Linked DNA regions of Pan troglodytes: region 2 is linked to region 1. The links are chromatin contacts, called in public Hi-C maps. All regions are on one chromosome and are shown on one strand. The core of a region is the stretch at or near the end of the contact, and the rest is flanking DNA. Distances in the headings are between cores, read along the strand shown. Region 1 overlaps LOC134810891. Region 2 holds the start of DECR1 (2,4-dienoyl-CoA reductase 1).

Region 1 (6,771 bases), core at 2,523-5,022:
TCAAACCAAAATAACATAAAATATTACCACTGTTAAGACGAGAAAAAGAATATGTTAAGATGGGGCAGGAATGCTGAACACACCTCTTTCCTTTCCCTGACTTTTTAAAACACTGCTACGTCCTTGTCAAATTCTGTTTGAGAAGTTAGACTCACATGCTTCCCAAATCTTAAAGCCTAGGAATACATTTTCCAGTAATACAGTAACTAGCGACAAAATTACTCTTCAGTCAAGCAAGTTGAAAGAAGTATGGAATTCATTTTAAATGGGTTATTAGCTGAATACTAAAATCAATCGTTCAATGTCCCAGGATTTTATCAATTAGATTTAACCATAATTTAAGACAGTCATTAGCTTCCTAAATTCTTAAACTTTTAGAGCTTATAAAAGCAACATAGCCTGGCTGTGTATTTCAATCACCAAGTAGAGTCAAAACATGTTTCAAGAGATCACTAAAATGCCTGCTGGAACAGAGGAAGGGAAAAAACAAGATAAAAACAAACACTAGCAAAACCTATACCCTAGTCACCTAATAAGCTTTTAGACAACAGATCTCCCTCCAGATTCTTGCAAGATTTCTTCTTTGACCTGATTCCCTTTAGATATAATAATTTATATGCTGCCCCTACTGTCAGGGTTTAAGTGAGTCATCGCTTTGTTCTCTATATGTCAAAAGCACTCAGTACCTTCCACATATTCCTCTCTTGAAATTCAGAGTGGAACAAGTCACAAAACTTGTTTTCCCTCAGAGATAAGGTTATGCCAAATCAGCCAAGTCCCTGAGAAAAAAGCATCCCCAGTATTTTCATGTACTGGTACCATTTATTATAAAGGGAGACTTTTTAATTTTGTTGATTTGTTTGTTTTGAGGGGCCACATAAATTACTGTAAAATTGCTTTAGATTTCAAACTCAGGCAGCGACACGCAGTAGCTAAGAGACTAGACTTTGTCAGGCAGAACGGGAATCTGGTAGGTTTTACCACTTACTAACCCACATAACATTGGGAAAGTAACATTAGCTAATTGTTAATTACTAAGGCACTGTTCAAAGTGCTTAACTTGAATGAACTCATTTACTCCTCAAAAGTCCCTATGAGATAGGATCCTATAAATGAGGTAACTGAGGTAAAAACAGTAAGTAATATGCTCAAGATCACAGAGCTGGTAAAATAAAGAACTGAGAATAAACTCAGGTAGCCCTGTTGCTAAAGCCTATACTCTTAACCACTTCATTGGTGGTTTTTAAAAAATTTAAATACAACCCACTCCAAGAAGTAATTTTTTAAGGGCTGGGTGTGGTGGCTCACACCTGTAATCCCAGCACTTTGGGAGGCTGGGGTGGGCGGATCACCTGAGGTCAGGAGTTCGAGACCAGCCTGACCAACATGGAGAAACCCCGTCTCTACAAAGAAAAAAAACAAAATTATCTGGGCGTGGTGGCACATGTCTGTAATTCCAGCTACTCAGGAGGCTGAGGCAGGAGAATCGCTTGAACGTGCAGTGAGCCGAGATCGCGCAATGCACTCCAGCCTGGGCAACAAGAGCAAAACTCCGTCTCAAAAAAAAAAAAGTAATTTTTACTAGGACTCATTGTAAGAAATATGTTCTGTAACACAACCCAGTACACACACATATGTGTTTATTTTAAAGACATGATATGATATATATATAATTGAAACCAAAATTTGATGAAACTATGCCTACTCTTACTTCCTGAAATGCAATATTTCATATTCTATTTTATTGTTTAATAACTACTGATCACTCCCTACAAAATTGATTTCAAAATCCACTGAGAGTCATGACCTGAAGTTTGAAAACAAGAAACATTTATTTTTACCACCATGGAAAATTTTGGAGGATTAAGTAAGATAACATATGCAGAGCATTTAGCATAACTCCTGGCACATACCATGTGCTAAATTCATGGTAGCTATTTTTATGTATCTTTTTGAAAACTAGCTGCAATTGTGGAAGGCAAGGACAATGAGGGGAAAACCCTGACTGGGCTATAGATGAATTTATTGTCAGTTAGGTCTGTCCTTGGTAGTGAGATGGGGAATTTCTCCAGTATCTTTAACTTGTGCTGCAATGGAAATGTGTATGCAGAAAGAGAGCTGACTCATGGTTATCTCTTCTCCACTACAAAAAATTGCAAATTACAAGTTATTGTGCCTCACCACTGGAAACCTCAGTAAATTCCAAATTATTGATCCATATTTACATCCAATACTTACACTGGATACGATGATGTATATAGAACTGGTCTTCAAAAGGAGTCCTGCTGGGATGAAGTGTTCATTTTTTGTTGATGCTTTATCAAATTACCACAAACTTAGTGGCTTAAAACAATGCAAATTTATTATCTTATAGTTCTAGAGGTCAGAAATCTGGACAGAGTCTCACTGAGCTAAAATCATGGTGTCAGTAGGGCTGGGTTGCTTTCCAGCAGTTCTAGGTGAGAACCCATTTCCTTACCTTTTCCAACTTCTTGAAAGAAGCCACCTGTATTGCTTGGCTCATGGCCCCTTCTTTCATCCTCAAAGCCAGAAACAGCAGGTTGAATCCTTCTCACATCACGTCACTCCAACTCTGACACTGACTCCATTGTCACATATCCTTTTCTGGCTCTTCTGCCCTCTTCCATCTTTGAAAAACCTTTGTGATTACACTGGGTCCACCTGAGTAATTCAGGATAATCTCCCCATTCAAGATCCTTGACTCAATCACATCTTCAAAGCCCTCTTGCCATGTGAGGTAATATCAGAGGTGCTGGAACATTTGGTGGGGTTGGGGCAGTAGGCAACTATTCTGCCTAACACAGGACATAAACCACAAAAAAGAGCAAATAAGATGCAACAACAATAATGATAACACTGAACATTCACTATATGGCAGGCATTGTGCTGAGTAAATTATTTGCCTTGACTCACTTTCTAGGTGAGAAACCAAGACTCCAAAAGATAATGCAAAGTACAGAGTTATACAGATAGAAAGTGGCAAACCCAGGTCTGCCAGACTTCAAAGATCATACTCTCAACCACTTTATTACACATAACAAAATACCAAATCTATACACAATTAGTGGTTTGCAACTTTTCTCTATTAGGAATTCCTTTTGCTATTTTCCCTCCAGGGACCTGATCTTGAAAAATTTTGTAAATTAAACAGCAAAACATTTTATTAACCTAAGCCAAACTTCTGATTCCAACATCTGATAGCTTTGAGCTAAACTCTTTGTCTCTTTTGGGACTTACATAGTTCTAACCCCCTCAAAAAAAATGCAATTAACATTTTATTTTACATATCTTGGCATCATTTTGGAATCCTAAAAACAGGAACTCAAATAACCACCTTTATAGATACCTGATGAGTTGTTTCAGGTTGAAGTAATGATCCAAGAGTTCAGAGAAGGAGCTTGATGGTGGTGGTGTAGTCAGAAGAAGTGGAATATAACCTCAGTCTCAAAGAAGCAGAAATTTCCAATGAACTAGAGAAGAAGGAAGAATACAAATAGCGTCTAGGAAGTGAGAACAAGTAAATCTAGGGAAGCTTGTTAGGAAAAACTGGAAAAGAAAATTTAAGTAGAGAATAAATAAAGCATTCAGGCTTTGAAACACAGGTAAATACAGTTACATTTAACCAGATAGGAAAATACAGAATCTGGAAAGTTTCTGGGCCACAAAGTGCCACACAGTAAAATCAGGCATCTGCTCCTGGCATGCTTAAGAGCTCAGAATAAAGGACTTCCCCATTCTGCCCCATCCCCCACTGTAAAGCTCACTGGCTTAAAAAACTGCTCCTTCCGCTATTATCTACCTCATTCTAAGCATCAACTCTAGGTGGGGCTGGTGCCTAGGCATTTTATAATTACTTTTCTATGTCTGCCTAACTTGGCTGAGAACCTACTTCAGAACTGACTCAAAAATCTCACAGATGCTGTCATTCACCCTCAGGATCTGTGTTTAAGAATAGAGTCACAAGGCCTATGCAATCCAACTCAGCCCAGGGTCTGGCTTAGCCAATGCCTGCCAGCTGGTCTCATCCCCACACCCCAGGCCCCCACTTCATCACCAGTACATTGGCATCAATATTTATCTTTTCAAATTGACATGCAATTTAAAAGAATGTTTTTATCTCACAGATCAGCAGGTATCCTATTATTATCTAGTTTTATGCTGATTTTTTAGGAGCTAACTAATGAAAAGACTCAATCATTGTTTTTGTGGGAAGATGTTGAAACTTTACCCTTTCTGGGCAATCTGTGCTTCACTATTGTTTCACTATATTTGTAATATTCAAAACCTCAATAGTCAAAACAAGCATCCCATAATGCCAAAGCAGCCAACCCATTGCATTAGTGCTATGAGTGGTAACTGAGGCAAAAGAAGACCCTTAGAATTCTCTAAATGTTTTGAGGTTTAGGGAAAGAGTTGTATTAGAAAACAATCCTTAATCAGGTTGAGATTTAACTGCATTCAAAGTCAGTGTTAAATTCTTGCTAAGAGATTTGATGTTATACATGAGATTATATAAACAGGTACAAGTCACAGCAAATACAGGAGAGATAATAAACCAAAACTGACTGTCACAACTAGATCCTGAAAGCCAGTTTGGTAACTCTGGCACATTTTGCCAATTTCCATGTATAAGATCACATGCTACACTGTATGAATGAAAGTATTACATCCAATTAACTGATCTGCCTGTCATATGTTAGTCAGTAGAGAAATATTTATTGAACACCCCACAGATGAGTAATTTTAGAAACTATGTTAATAGCAAAACATCTAAAGGTAGAATAATTGCTACTTTTTCTGCATGTGCCTAGCACAGTGTTCACCCTCAAAACAACACTAAGCTGGAAAAGAGAAAACCTTAGAGCAGAGCCAGGATCCAAAACTAAAATTAATTAATGTACCACAGTTCATGAAGCAGTTCCACATGCATTATCGTATTCACTCCTCCTATAACTCTTATAAATGAGAAAAGTGAGTTTCAGCAAGGATGGGCAATGGGAATACTAAAATAGAAACTGAACTTAAAACCAAGCACAATCCTGTTAACACGTTTTTATATGTGTGATTTAGGTTAGGCATACATTATGCAGATTTTTAGAGCCTTTGCACATCTGCCTACAAGTTATGAATACAAAATTACTAATTCATATTATGGTACTCACATATTAAAACATTTTATTGCCCCAGAGTATAAGAGGATGCACACATGATTAACCATGACCATACATTAAAAATGTACCATCCAGACTCTGGAAAAACTTTTTCTTGTCTGTGGTAGCAAAAATAGTCATCTCGTTTAAACTGCACCTTCAGATCTTCTCCTTCCATAAATTTTCCTCGATAATTTATTCCCTACAAAATACTACTGATTTGATTCTTCATTCACTACCTCCCTAGTCTTCTTCTCATTTTAGCATGAATATTACTGAATCTCTTTACAGTGTTTCTGTTAAATATTTGTGTAGATATACATACGTATACTCTGCTGTCTTCCATGTAAGCTGCTTAATAACTAAGCTATCTTAGACATTTAATTTAGATGTGTGTACCATTTGATTACTCACTAAATAGAAATTTACATAATCCCTTTATTCTAACAAGTTTACTACCTTATCACAAAGCAAATCTAAAGAAAACTGCAAACCTGGCAAGGTGGCTCATACCTGTAAAAACCAGCAATTTAGGAGGCCAAGGTGGGCGGATTGCCTGAGCTCAGGAGTTTAAGACCAGCCTGAGTGATATGGTGAAAACTTGTCTCTATAAAAAATACAAAAATTGGCCAGATGTGGTGGTGCATGCCTGTAGTCCCAGCTATTTGGGGTGCTGCGGTGGGAGGATTACCTGAGCCTTGAGCGGTCCAGGCTGCAGTGGGCCATGTCTGAGCCACTGCACTCCAACCTGAGTGACAGAGTGAGACACCGTCTCTAAAACATATTAAAATAAATAAAACTGGAAATTTATGTTATTTGGTTCTGATGTTTACATGTCCAGCTTTGGGCTCTGAAACAGCACCAATGCCATAGACAAAATCCTTAGAGAAGTCAGAGGAGCCACCTCTCTGACTGAGATAGAGAGAGGGCTCCTGGCTGAGTAATAACTACTGTATGAATTTGTCAATGTCCTCTAGTCAAAGACCACCAGCAACACATCTGCAGTTCTATAAAACTGGGTTTATTAATTCATTGCAAGGGGGAGAAACAAATACCATGGGAGACCCTTGAGCATATCAGTAAGAAGGTGTTAGAAAAAACTTACAGGATTTGAGTTTGTGGTAGGTGATTTGGGGGAGCTTTCAAGAAAATGGGGATCTTCCCTGGACTGGATGTTGTACAGAAACAGGGGGAATTCCCTGATTAGGTATCTTAATTATTCTTATCTAAACATTGAAAGGAATGAAGTAAGCTAATGCTATAATTGGAAAGAATCAGCAGTTATTCATTATTAGCCAGGAAAGGTGAATGTTCACTCATTTTCATGGATTGGACAGTGTTCTTATTTTTCTCTGTTCTGAAATGATCATGAAGTAGTCTAATTTCCATCTTGCTCCATTATAGTCACAAAGAGATCATGTGTGAAGTTTGTGTTCTGTGAAAATGTATATATTCAACAAGAGAACTCCACAGCTTCACTGTGAGTGCTAAGCCAAGTCTTAGCCAGTAGTGCAAACTAGATAAGAAAGCTTTGCTCAAAGGGCAGAACTGGTCAGAAAACAACAATTATTATTGTCATTATTTATGAATATTGACAGGC
Region 2 (6,771 bases), core at 3,059-5,558, 270 kb after region 1:
TAGACGGAAATTACAATTAGAGGTGTGTTAGACATTTAAGTAGTTTGAAACATTACTTTATATTTGTGTGAAATTTAGGATACTGTAAATTTTTTGGAATTTGTAATTTGTTCTAATTTCTTCTTATATTGTAAGTTAATATTCATTTTTGCATCTAATTTTGTAATCTTTTTCTTAGATGGCTTCCCAAAGTTTATAAGCTTCAGGTACCACCAAACTTGGATGCTTCCCTAGTAGGAAGACCTGAATTAGTGTAGAAGTCAAGGTAACTTTTCCCGAGAAAACAAAATCAAAGCTGACCCCTGATTATGGGGTCAGAGGCAGCCATACTAGGGTGATGATGTGGAAGTGGGGAGAGGAGGCATGTGTGTGAGGGGAGCAGCCATTGCTGGAGTGTAGGAGTCTGCCAGGCACTAAGGCTGAACCATCAGATAAGAAATCAGAAGAATAGCACCAAAGGGAAAAATCTGTCCTCATGATCCAATCACCTCCCACCAGGCCCCAATTCCAACATTGGGGATTACAATTCGACATGAGATTTGGGTAGGGACACAAATCCAAACCATATCACCAATGTTGCAACTTCTTCTTAGAAACAAGATGAACCCCACTTTTAGGCCTTTTGATTTCAGGAAATATTAAAAATTAAAAATAATATAACCATTTTTTCTGTTCATATTCAAGACAAGCTAGTGGTATAAATATTCAACCATATATTCAAGGATGAAGGTAATATCATTTTATTTTATTTTATTTAAATTCCATTCCTAGCCCTATCCATTCCTCCATGATTGTGGGAATTGTGGGAAATTTAACCTTAGTCATCTTTAGTGCCCTGTCTCCTTTCTTCCCTCTCGGTATCATAAGAAGGACACCAAGTCCTATACAGGCCTTTAGGGGAGGCCTCTCTGATTTTCAGTTCCTAGTGGTTATATTTTTCCTAACTGGTTTATTCCTTTGAGGTTCCAACCCTCTGCTTCTGTACCAAGCTTGGGGAATGACAGTAAAACAGAACCCAGAGTCCAGGCTGCCTAAGTGTTTTATGTAGCTATTTCCCTCTGACTAGATTGTAGAGTGTGGGTGATGTAGTTTGGATGTGTGTCCCCACCCAAATCTCATATATTGAAATGTAATGCCTGGTGTTGGAGGTGGAGCCTGGTAGAATGTGATTAGATCATGGGGGCAGGTTTCTCATGAATGGTTTAACACTATTCCACTTGGTACTATCTTCACCATAGTGAGGGAATTCTCCTGAGATCTAGTCATTTAAAAGTGTGCCCCTTTGCCTTCCATGAGTGGAAGCTTCCTGAGGCCTCCCCAGAAGCAGATGCCACCATGCTTCCTGTACTGCCTGCAGAACCATGAGCAAATTAAACCTCTTTTCTTATAAATTACTCAGTCTTAGATATTTCTTTATAGGAATGCAAGAATGGACTAATGCAGGGGGTCTACCTAAAACTTTTGCAAACTTCTTTTTCATGTCTAATGTATGGTTGTGGTAGACAGAATTCTAAGATGGTCCCATGAGTCCCAGTCCCTGGAATTCATGCTCTGTATAATTCCCTTCCCTTAAGTATGGACAGGAACTGTGACTCACTTCTAGTTAACAGTATATGGCAAAGGTGAAAGAATTGTGCAGATGCAACTAAGATCCTGTGAAAGAAAAACAGAATATAGGGACTGTGAACTCACTATGCCATAAGGAAAGTTAAGCTTGGAAACTCAGTCACCAATACTGTCTTTTTTGTTGTCGTTGTCCCCAAACTGATAGCTGTAATTTCATAATCCCAAGACATAGCATCATTTCCTCTACTCCCTCTTTTCACATGTTTACTTTATCTTATGTAAAATGTAGATTTACTGAGGCTAATCAGAGCCTCAAAAGAATGGAACCATCTGCCTCAGTGTCTACCCTCTCTTCCTTTTTTTTTTCTCCTGCTTGCTCTTTCTTTTTTAAATAAAGAATTTCCCAAAACCCCCTTTGGAAAAAGCATAGGTTACAGATGCTCTTGTGAGTTGCATTTTTTTCCCAGACGTGTTCTCAACCTTGGCTAAATGATCGCTAACCCACAGAGATCTGCCTCAGTCACTTTTTGGTTTGCAGTCCCAAGTCAGTTGATTTTAGTTAATCAAAAAGGGGTTAAGACTATTTTCAGTGGGCCTCACTTAATCTGGTGATTGTCCTTAAAAGATGGGCTGGGGCCTCCCTGAGGTACAGAATTGTCCTTGCTGGCTTGATGTAGTAAGCAGTCTGCTGAGGAAGCCCACATGGGAAGGGATGGAGGTGACTTCTAGAAGCTGAAGGCAACTCCAGCCAACATCCAGCAAAAATGTGGGGCTGTCAGTTATATGGTTATGAGGAAAATAATTCTGCAAACAATCTGGATGAGCTTGGGATCAGATCTTCTCCAGCTGAGCCTCCAGATAAAAACAGCCTAGTTGACACCTTGATTGCAGTCTTCTGAGACCCAGAGCCAAGGATCCAGCTAAGCTGTGCCTAGACTCCTAACTCCTGGGAACTGTGAGATAATAAATGATTAATTGTTTTAAGTTACTTATTGTGTTACTCCATTCTCACAATGCTATAAAGAAATACCTCATACTGAGTAATTTATAAAGAAACGAAGTTTAATTGACTCACAGTTCTGCAGGCTATATAGGAAGCATGACTTGAGAGGCCTCAGGAAACTTACAATCATGGTGGAAGATGAAGGGGAAGCAGGCTGTCTTACACGGCTGGAGCAGGAGGAAGAGAGGGTGGGAGGTGCCACACACTTTTAAACAACCAGATCTCCTGAGAACTCTATCAGGAGAATAGCACCAAAGGAAGAAATCTGTCCCCATGATCCAATCACCTCCTACCAGGCCCCAATTCCAACACTGGAGATTACAATTCAACATGAGATTTGGGTAGGGACACAAATCCAAACCGTATCACTAATGTTGCAACTTCTTTTTAGAAACAAGATGAATCCCACTTACAATTTGGTTTGGAAGTCAAGAATAACAGCGCCATACATATATCAAGAGCTTAGGAAAAGTTTTATTATTGATATATTCTCAAGGTTTTTTTGGGAGGACAGAAAATGCCTCCTAAGCTGGTCTAAAAGTTATTTAAGAGGGCAAGTGTTCTGGGCTGAATTGTGTACTTCCCTCTTCTCCCAGCCAAATATATACATTGAACTCTTAACCCCCAGTATGTCAGAATGTGGCTATATTTGGAGATAGAGTCTTTAGGGAGGTAATTCCAGTTAAATTAGGTCATTGAGGGTGGGCCTTAATCCAACACGACTGGTGTCCTCATAAGAAGAGGCAATTTAGATATGGAAAGGTACACAGGAGGATCATGTAAAGACACAGGGAGAAGATGGTCCCACAGTGGCTCCACAAGAAACCAACTCTGCTGACTTGTGGCCTCCAGAATTGTGAGAAAACAAATTTCCATTTAAGCCACCCAATCTGTGGTAGTTTTGTTCCCGGACCAAACTGAGGGTCAGGCTGCTATTTCTTGCTGCCAATAATGAGATGTCGATGAACTGGGGATGAAGAAAGTTTTTATTTCTGTAACCAGTTACAGGCAGAAGGCCTGGAAATTATCACCAGACCAACTCAAAATTACAAAGTTTTTCAGAGTTTATATACCTTATAAGCTATATGTCTAAATGTAAGTGTACATTCATCTGAAGATATAAATGTTTCTTTATCAGCATTTGGAACATGCCAGGCAAATAGTAAACACTCAATATCATCTACCATCAGCCTCAGCCTGGGGCCTCACACCCATCTTCTTTTATCTAAAATTCTGAATTAGCTATGAATATTCTCATTTTACGAATGAGGAAAGAAATGTGATCTGAGCTAATGCCTTGTGTCAACAGGTATATTACACTAAGATGGAGAATGATATACTGAAGCTGCGTTTGCCTTTAACGTGTGTATAACTTCGAGAAAAAAGCCAAGGCTGGACGGTCGCAGTCACGCTGCATCCGGCGACAGGGGGCGGTGTGTCCTGCGAAAAGTCAAAACGCCGGAAGCTGCCCTTAGTGTTTTTCAGCCTCTTGGTCTTAGGGAAAGTGAGGCCGTGTTTTACATCCAACATATTATTATTCTGATAATATGTGACTTGGCGCCACGCGCACTCTGCACTTAAACACGCACTTAAGGGATAAACATATACGACTGAAAAAGAGTTTCGCCCTTGGTAGGCAGTGTATGGGGCGCGCAGCTGCAATCTGCAAACCCTTGCAGGGCGAGGGGTTTCGTCCACCCGCTCAAGTACGCAAAGAACCTCCATTCTCTGCCATACAAAGCACTCCTGGCCCAGAGAGCAGGAAAGAGCATCAGCTAGGCCCAGCTAGGCGGCGCCCTCGGCCGGACCCTGAAGGTCAGGGCCGCTGGGCGTCCACGCCGCCTGGGTCCCAGTCCCCGTCCCATCCCCCGGCGGCCTAGGCAGCGTTTCCAGCCCCGAGAACTTTGTTCTTTTTGTCCCGCCCCCTGCGCCCAACCGCCTGCGCCGCCTTCCGGCCCGAGTTCTGGAGACTCAACATGAAGCTACCGGCCAGGGTTTTCTTTACTCTGGGGTCCCGGCTGCCCTGTGGCCTCGCTCCTCGGCGGGTAAGGCGGCCGGGGGCGCGGGGAGCGAGGACAGGGCGTCCCGACGCGCAAAGAGAGAGGACAGGGCGTCACGGGGGCTCGGGGAGCGAGGACAAGGCATCCTGGGGCGCAAAGAGAGAGGACAGGGCGTCCCGGGGGTTCGGGGAGCGAGGACAGGGCATCCCGAGGCGCAGAGAGAGGACAGGGCGTCCCGGGGGCTCGGGGAGCGAGGACAGGGTGTCCCGGGGCTCAAAGAGAGAGGACAGGGCGTTCTGGAGCGCTAAGAGAGCACAGAGCAACCCGGGGAGCGAGAGAGAGGACAGGACGTCTCGGGGCGCAAGAGAAAGGGCAGGAAGTCTTGGGGCACAAAGAGAGGACCCGGCGTCCCTGGGGCTCAGGGAGCTAGGACAGGGCGTTTTGGGGCGCAGAGAGAGAGGACGACCAGGTCCCGGAGCGAAGGGCAACGCCGGGAGTGAGCACCGGGGCCCGGGTCGTATTCCACTGTCAGATGAAGCCCTGATGTGTGTAGGGGAATAGGGAAGAGACGTGATTTTCGAAGTTTTCACAGTTCTGCAAGTTTCCAACTTGTGTGTAAATAGGTAGAAAGAGGTAGGGAAGGATACGGCGCCCGTCCCCCCCTTAAGGAGTGAGAGGGGATCAGGCCGAGCGAGCACTGACCTTTGACGTCCTTTGTTGTGAGGAAAGTCCATCTATGTGTTAGTTATGGAATTAAACACTAACACAAACAACTTATCATAAAAATGAAACAAAAACAAAACCCCAGCTGTTTATAGACTCGCCTTCCCAGATGTATAGCTGGGAGAGGTCCGTCTCACACTGGCTTCCCCCTCTCTCTGGCCCACACTCCTGTCACCGTCTCCATTGCACCCATAGTGGAAATAGCTAGGAAGTGAAAACAGCTAGGAAGAAGAGAAACAAAAACAAAAAGAAGCAATAATATCCAAGACAAGCCCTCCCCACATCTAAATTACAAAATTGTTATAAGTAAACTAAAAAGCACATTTTCTTTAGCCAGGTAGAAAAATTAATATGTCAACTGTGAAAAAACTTGTTTTGATTTGATAGAATAGACAGCCATGGTGTTGTTTTTCAAAAAATATGGGCAGCAGTAGTTCCAAATAGGAATACAAAGAATTAGTATGGTGGTTCCCTCAAGTAAGGTATCTTTCTTTTAAAAAGTGAGATTTGTTCAGGGTTAGGGTTTTGCTGATTTTTTTTCTCTCCCTGTGAAAACTGGATTATAGATCATTATAAAGGAAGCCCATATTTTCTGATACTTTTCAGAGACATTTCTCATTTGAAATCTACAACAGCTCTGTGATGTCTTCAGAGATTTCATTTTTTAACACACATCATTAGGATTGTAGCAATAAGGTCATACAGACCTTATCCGAGCTCTTCTGACACCATTAGACAATACAGTTTGAGAAGGAGAAAATGAACTCATTTAAAAATTAATTGTAATCTGACAATTTTGAAATTCCTTTGCTGAAGAAAAATATGGAAGTTTTGAGGTTGGGGGTTGGGAGGCAAGAGAGGTACCTGTTAGTGTGGTTTGTCCCCTTCCTAGCACATGTAGCCTCAAGTTTGAATTCCTGGGAGAAGAAAAGTCTTTACATCTGTGATGTGGGAGGTTGTTCCAGGGAACATCATGTTTTTGTGGGCAAATACAAGTTGTTATAATTAAAACCCCTAATTTGAATATTTTTGTTACCAAGAACCAAGGCAAATGTTTAATTTGTTATAAAACCTGTTTGTGAAGTGCTGTGTTAAATTGTGCTGCTGGCTAATAGGCCTCATTTCAATTTAATAAATATTTATTGAGGACTGGCTTTATGTCTGGCCCTGTGCTATGCCCTGAGACTCAAAATTTAAAAAATACGAGCCCTGCTCTCAACTGCTCTCAAGTTGCTCTCAGTTCTATTGAGGAAAACATTCAGTCATTCAGTTGTTTATGAGGAAACACTAATTAATTAATTACCTATTAAGTATTGGGCATTCTTTGGCAATTTGTGGTTGAAAGACATTCCTGCCTTCAATGTACTATAGTCTCATATATGTTTTTTAAGCCACAAATAATAACCAATGAGTAGGCCTTGAAATCAATTTAGTGGAGCAAAACAGCACTTTGGGAGGCTGAGGCGGGTGGATCATTAG

Evidence for each region. Hi-C and Micro-C count contacts between places; a contact is called where the count stands out from the background.
Region 2: a contact with region 1 is called in a Hi-C map of stem cell-derived neural progenitor cells, with 4 times the contacts expected there. The contact joins the promoter of DECR1 here to the enhancer-like site in region 1. A contact is called at or near these places in 4 of 7 Hi-C or Micro-C datasets (blood, induced pluripotent stem cells and stem cell-derived neural progenitor cells), 1 of 1 datasets of contacts at active chromatin or transcription factors (stem cell-derived excitatory neurons) and 1 of 1 other capture datasets (stem cell-derived neural stem cells).

The regions. Positions count from the first base shown.
Region 1 is chr7:99,981,134-99,987,904 of NHGRI_mPanTro3-v2.0_pri, forward strand. The region is part of intron 1 of LOC134810891; the gene reads right to left. Among named protein-coding and RNA genes, the nearest start is that of RIPK2, 31 kb to the right of the region's middle. Within about 2 kb of position 3,773, at least 11 of the 24 cell types and tissues checked have an H3K27ac peak or open chromatin away from gene starts, as enhancers often do. A contact at or near this core is called in induced pluripotent stem cells, stem cell-derived excitatory neurons and stem cell-derived neural progenitor cells, where this site is marked.
Region 2 is chr7:100,255,530-100,262,300 of NHGRI_mPanTro3-v2.0_pri, forward strand. It overlaps DECR1 (2,4-dienoyl-CoA reductase 1), which reads left to right and starts at 4,309. Exons shown (of 10, transcript XM_001138969.4): 1 at 4,309-4,614. The coding sequence starts at 4,546. NBN (nibrin) reads right to left here and starts at 5,494. Exons shown (of 17, transcript XM_063816403.1): 1 at 5,272-5,494.